Linked DNA regions of Mus musculus: region 1 is linked to region 2. A link is a contact called in public Hi-C data. All regions are on one chromosome and are shown on one strand. Each heading gives the region's core, a stretch centred on a gene start, on an enhancer-like site or on the middle of the called end of the contact. The rest is flanking DNA. Distances are from core to core; before and after follow the strand shown. Region 1 overlaps Sorcs1 (sortilin-related VPS10 domain containing receptor 1). Region 2 overlaps Sorcs1 (sortilin-related VPS10 domain containing receptor 1).

What was found. A called contact is a pair of places that touch in the nucleus more often than the background predicts.
Region 1: a Hi-C map of the 63-12 cell line shows a contact between it and region 2, with 2.4 times the contacts expected there. The contact joins two enhancer-like sites. A contact is called at or near these places in 1 of 15 datasets of contacts at CTCF or cohesin (pro-B cells), 3 of 484 Hi-C or Micro-C datasets (the 63-12 cell line, Th1 cells and nephron progenitors), 1 of 115 datasets of contacts at active chromatin or transcription factors (astrocytes) and 1 of 9 other capture datasets (liver).

The regions. Positions count from the first base shown.
Region 1 is chr19:50,340,623-50,343,322 of GRCm38.p6, forward strand. The region is part of intron 3 of Sorcs1 (sortilin-related VPS10 domain containing receptor 1); the gene reads right to left. Among named protein-coding and RNA genes, the nearest start is that of Gm26629, 340 kb to the right of the region's middle. Within about 2 kb of position 1,264, at least 2 of the 459 cell types and tissues checked have an H3K27ac peak or open chromatin away from gene starts, as enhancers often do. A contact at or near this core is called in the 63-12 cell line, where this site is marked.
Region 2 is chr19:50,269,819-50,272,518 of GRCm38.p6, forward strand. All of the region lies in intron 6 of Sorcs1 (sortilin-related VPS10 domain containing receptor 1), which reads right to left. Among named protein-coding and RNA genes, the nearest start is that of Gm26629, 410 kb to the right of the region's middle. Within about 2 kb of position 1,298, at least 9 of the 459 cell types and tissues checked have an H3K27ac peak or open chromatin away from gene starts, as enhancers often do. A contact at or near this core is called in the 63-12 cell line, where this site is marked.

The DNA.
Region 1 (2,700 bases), core at 14-2,513, 71 kb after region 2:
GCTCTAAAGGTATAGGTCCTTGAATAGTTTTGCCTTTATGAGGACAGTGACAATAAACAAGTAGGTATTTCCTGAACATGTAGTTTGTGTGGGGCACCCTGCTACAACTGAAAAACCACTATTCTGGTCAATTGTACTAAATATGATACTACTTTTGAGAGAGCTTGTTCTATCCATTTGACAAAAAGGAGATTAGGCTCAGCAATGACTCAGGGTTACACAATTTGTAAGTAGCAATGCAACCTAAGGTGGACACTGTTTGTAAATGTGTGAGCATTCAATGGATTGCCTCATAATGAGTGGTGATTTAGAACTATAGATTCTGATGAAAAAAAAATAAAGAAAAAGAACAGTTGATTTGTAGAAAAGAGCACGAAGGAAAGGAAGAAGAAAGTGAAAAGATAGGAGAGGAATAGAGAGAAAGAATAGTTCACAGTGGGACACAAAGGACACAATAAAGGGACAAGGTTATGGGGACACTCAATGACAGGTGTTAGGTATTACATGCTATACATCCAAAACAGGGTATTCCGGAAGAAAGGAAATGGAGTCTTCGATATAAAGCAAAATATCCAATCTTAACTTATGTCAGAATTCCCACAATAGCCCAAGTCACTTTGCTTCCTGTCTATTAAACATCTCTCCTCTCATGAATGACTTTATGTTTTACCATAAAAATAGAAAAGAAAGAAGCAAGAGAAACAGATATAAAAATCTTTGATCGAATGATAATATTAGTAATCCTACATGCTAGCTCTTAAAGAAGCAGAACTGGTTTCCTAATATATGTATTCTGTGTGTTATTTATATGTGAAAAATATAATCTCATTTTGCTGATGGCACAGCTCTTTTTGTATAAAACTCACCAGGTAATATATAATATTGATTAATGGTTATGAGTGTATCATTTAGTTTACAAACCTAAACATAGTATTTTAAAGGTAAATATATAATTTCAGGGGGCATTTTTATTACTGTCACTTAGAAACCAATTAAATAATTTGGTAATATTTGTTCCACCTTAAAATTTCATGGAATATCAATACCCCCCCTGTTTCACATGTAATCAGAACACATTTCCATGGACATTAGAAACCCCAGAATAAATTCTCTTTTAGATCTCCAAAGATCTATAACTGCCAAAAGGCTACATCATTTAAAAATGTTAGCTGCTCTCAAAAGGAACCATGGTGATGCAAGAAAGAAGCATTTGCCTTCCTAGCTCTTAGGAAACTTCACAAGGATTGATGTTCATTTAATGATGAGAAATCTTTTTATACCACTAGAAATGATTAAGGCAGGTGGGGAAGAGGAGAGCAAGAAAGAAAAGGTCTCCGCACACTTTGACACCGAGTTAGATGAAGACAACACCATTTCTGGGAAACCCTGAAGGTGTGTGCTTGGTTTTCCTTTGAGTAAACATCAAGTTGAAAAATCAAGGAAATGAGCCCACACTAATAAATCATAATGATTCTACCAATCAGTCACGAAGGTAGCCACACTCTTCATCCCTCTCCTTGCACGAATGTCCTGGTAAGTGTATTTTAGTTTTACTTATATTAATGCAGTGTGGTAAAGTGGCATAAATTCCAGGGTGTACTGCAGAAGATTAACGAGGCTTCAGCAGCATGTGGCCTTGCTAATATATTTGGCTGTTAATGCTTTCCTGAAAAGACTATGGAGACCACCAGGGGGTTCTCAGAGAGGATCTGCGGAGTAGTGGAGTGAGAATTCCTTCTGCTGCTGCTGCTCCTCAGGAACATGGGGGGGAAGAACAAATTATGGAGGAATTAGAGCCCCCTGCTAGCCAGGAGGTCTAGTTCATGGGAAATTGTCCTTCTTCCTTCAATTACTTCATGACAGGCATTTGATCATTTCAAGTTGCTTCTGAGAGGAAATAAGAGCGAACACGCTTAATGGCCATGTTGCCGAGCATAATCATGTGTTTATCTGTCGATTTTCCATTTTCCCTTCTCTTTCTTACAGAACCAATTGGTAAAACTCTTTTGAAGAAGTTATGCACTGTGATTGCATTTCCAAAGGTCTGTCTGTGTCTTGGGCTAATTTCATCTTTCAGAAGCAGCACAAAAGGTGGAGAGTTGTTTGTTTTTTAAGGGAAATATCTGTTTTATAAATGCATTACTGTTAACAGGATACTTCAGACTAGCGGGTTAAAAGCAAGCATTTTTTTTTCCTTATGATCCTGGGGTTCAAGAATCTATGAGCAGCCCAATTGGGGGTAGTTACGTTTCAGGCACACATGCTATCAGCACGTTGGTGCTCTGCTTCCCACATGATTTCTTCATACACCTCGTCAGTGTGGTTTAATGGTTAGGGTTCCTACCAACAATGATTTCTCATGAGGTCATTGTCAGTACAATTAAATTATAAGTGTGCCAATCTGCCTTAAGCCTGTAAAAACGTATTTTCAGGCCAAGTTTCATTGTCATGATGGGGAGAATAAGTCTATAAAGATACCACCATCTGAAAAGTTGTTTGATCTTTATTTAGGAGCTGCTGTGAGTGTACAAAAGACAGCTCATGGTTTGGCTTGTTTTAGTGCATTTAAGACAGGGTAAATATATACCATCTGTTGTTCTAGGAATTTCTGGCTTACTTCTTGAGACGATTAGCTTTTTATGTTTATTGTCAAGTTGATATGGTATAGAATCACTAGGGAAGGAACTCTCAAGGAGAATA
Region 2 (2,700 bases), core at 48-2,547:
ATGGCTAAGATAAAAAATTCAGGTGAGGATGTGGAGAAAGAGGAACACTCCTCCATTGCTGGTGGGATTGCAGGCTTGTACAACCACTCGGGAAATCAGTCTGGCGGTTCCTCAGAAAATTGGACATAGTACTATCGGAGGATCCAGCAATAACTCTCCTGGGCATATATCCAGAAGATGTCCCAACCGGTAAGAAGGAAACATGCTCCACTATGTTCATAGCAGCCTTATTTATAACAGCCAGAAGCTGGAAAGAACCCAGATGCCCCTCAACAGAGAAATGGATACAGAAAATGTGGTACATTTACACAATGAAGTACTACTCAGCTATTTAAAACAATGAATTTATGAAATTCCTAGGCAAATGGATGGACCTGGAGGGTATCATCCTGAGTGAAGATTTCAATGTTAGTACTGATGTTGGAGTCCACCAAAAGACCCTCATTCACAAAGATTACAGAGACTGCCATCACTGCAAACTGAAAGAGGATTTTTATTGATCCAATGCATTGGGACCCCCCCCCCCCAGCATTCAGGCAAGAGGAGAGACTCCTAACAAACAAAGAAAACACTTTTTATACCGTGTAAGGGGCAGATTCAGGCAACAGGGCTAGCTGGCTGATTCTAATTTGTGTAGCAAGTAACCTTTTCAGGCATTGGTTGGTTTGTACCTTTGGCCTAGTGACTCACTCTGCCTGCCCTTATGGTGGGTTATTCAACAAAGCAGCAGTACATTTTGAAGTTATGGTTCAGCTATTAACATCACAACTATTAACGTCATGGGGAATTCTAGAGACAAGGTCGGGGCAGTTTGTGGTTTTTCTCAGAATTCAGTGTGGGGCAGGGTAGGAGAATTTTTCTGGGAACTGCTAATCTTGTTGTGGAAGCTGCAGGCTTAGTCTGGTCTTTTTGACCCCTATACTATATAGTTTGGAAAGTCCCTTCAGAGGGGGAAAGGGCTAGGTAGTCTTGAATTTATTTTGGGTTCTACACTGATACAATAAAAATACTAGAAGAAACTACAGGTGTAGATTTTAATCCAGCAACATGGCTATTCTGGTAAGGGAATCACATCCAAAGACCTAGGTTTATGTGTTCTAGCTGGAATGCAGACATGCCAACCTTTAATCCCTCCAGTTGAAATACAGACACTCCCTTAGTACACACCTTTAAGGTAAAATTAGTTTGTAGAAAGAAGAAGCTTAGTTTGAAAGTAATTTTTAACTGAGGGACAGACAAGATGATGAGTAGAATAGGCCCAACTTTCACATGAACAGTACAGAAAAGATCAGTGCGGGGAGAGAAGATCAGTCGATTGGGAGTTACTGCAGTGAGTGCTGTTCAGTGGAGAGCAGTTAATTTCGTGAGTCCCTGAAGCTCAGCGCAAGTCAGCAGAGGCAGATGAAGCTAGAAAATAGAAGGAGCCAGAAAATCAGAACAAATTTCCAGAGTTCATTTGAGGCCAAGCAGAGCAATTCAATAAGAGACTGAGAGAAGCCAGGTTGATTCAGTCAGCTTGGAGAAGAGTTGGAGCCAGAAGAGCTGAGGTGAACCAGCCAGCCAGAGTTCAGAACGAACTAGAGAGGATGAGCTTATTCAGCAGTAAGCCTCTGAGGTGACAATTACATCTGGATAATGAAAGATATATTTACAACAGGGATTTTTGTTTGTTTGTTTGTTTGTTTGTTTACACCATTAGTCTGAGCATAGATTTTTCCAAAGCCAAAAAGAAATCATAGAACTGCAAAAAACCAGAAAGCCTCTCTATGTTAGAGAGAATAACAGCTACTGTAAGAAATAAGTTAAAGCCTGAAAGAAAATATTTACAAACCATACATCTGATAAAGAGCAAATAGTGAAACTCTGTGTAGGTGTCCCTTCAATAATAAGAAAGCAAATAACCAAGAAAGAGGCAGCAAGGGATACCTGTGCTTAGCCTACTCTTTCCTTGTTATGTACTAAGGGAGTCCTGTCAGGGGACAAGTGACAATAGAAGTGATCCAGTCTTCAACCTTAGAGTCACTGGGGGTGGACTTTGAGATTTTTAAAATTCAGTATCAAGGACAAAATCAATCTCTCTCTCTCTCTCTCTCTCTCTCTCTCTCTCTCTCCATCTCTGTCTATCTGCCTCTTTCTCTGTCTCTCACTCTCTCCCTCTCCCTCTCCCATTGCCTCCTGCTTGTGTATCAGTTGTAAGTGCTCAGCTTCTGATCTTACATCATGTCTGCCTTCCTGCCACCATGCTCCCCACCATGATGGTCATGGACTCACCTCCAACAGCAAGGCTACATGTCTTAATCCTTCTAAGATTGTTCTACTAACTAAGACCAAACATTCAAATATATGAGCCGATGAGGAACATTCTCATTCAAACTACCACGGGCAGCATGTCCTTGGTAAGAGTTATCTCAAACATGTTCGACACTTATCTTCTAAGCAATGGGAGTTAGCCAATGATGGCAGATATTGGATGTCCAGGGAACTCAAAAGTAAATAGTGTTAAAACAATTCCTAGCAGAAGGTCATATCCTATATAAATTTGACTTTAAGGTTAGAAGCCTCCATCTAGGCATTTTGTCTTTGGCAAAGAGCCAACCCTTCTAGGCCTGTGTGTGCTTGCCTTCACCTTGTGTGCTGGTTTGTATGTGCAGTTTCTATACCTGGCCCATGTTTACCTGGGTATGTGTCAGCATCTTCTGA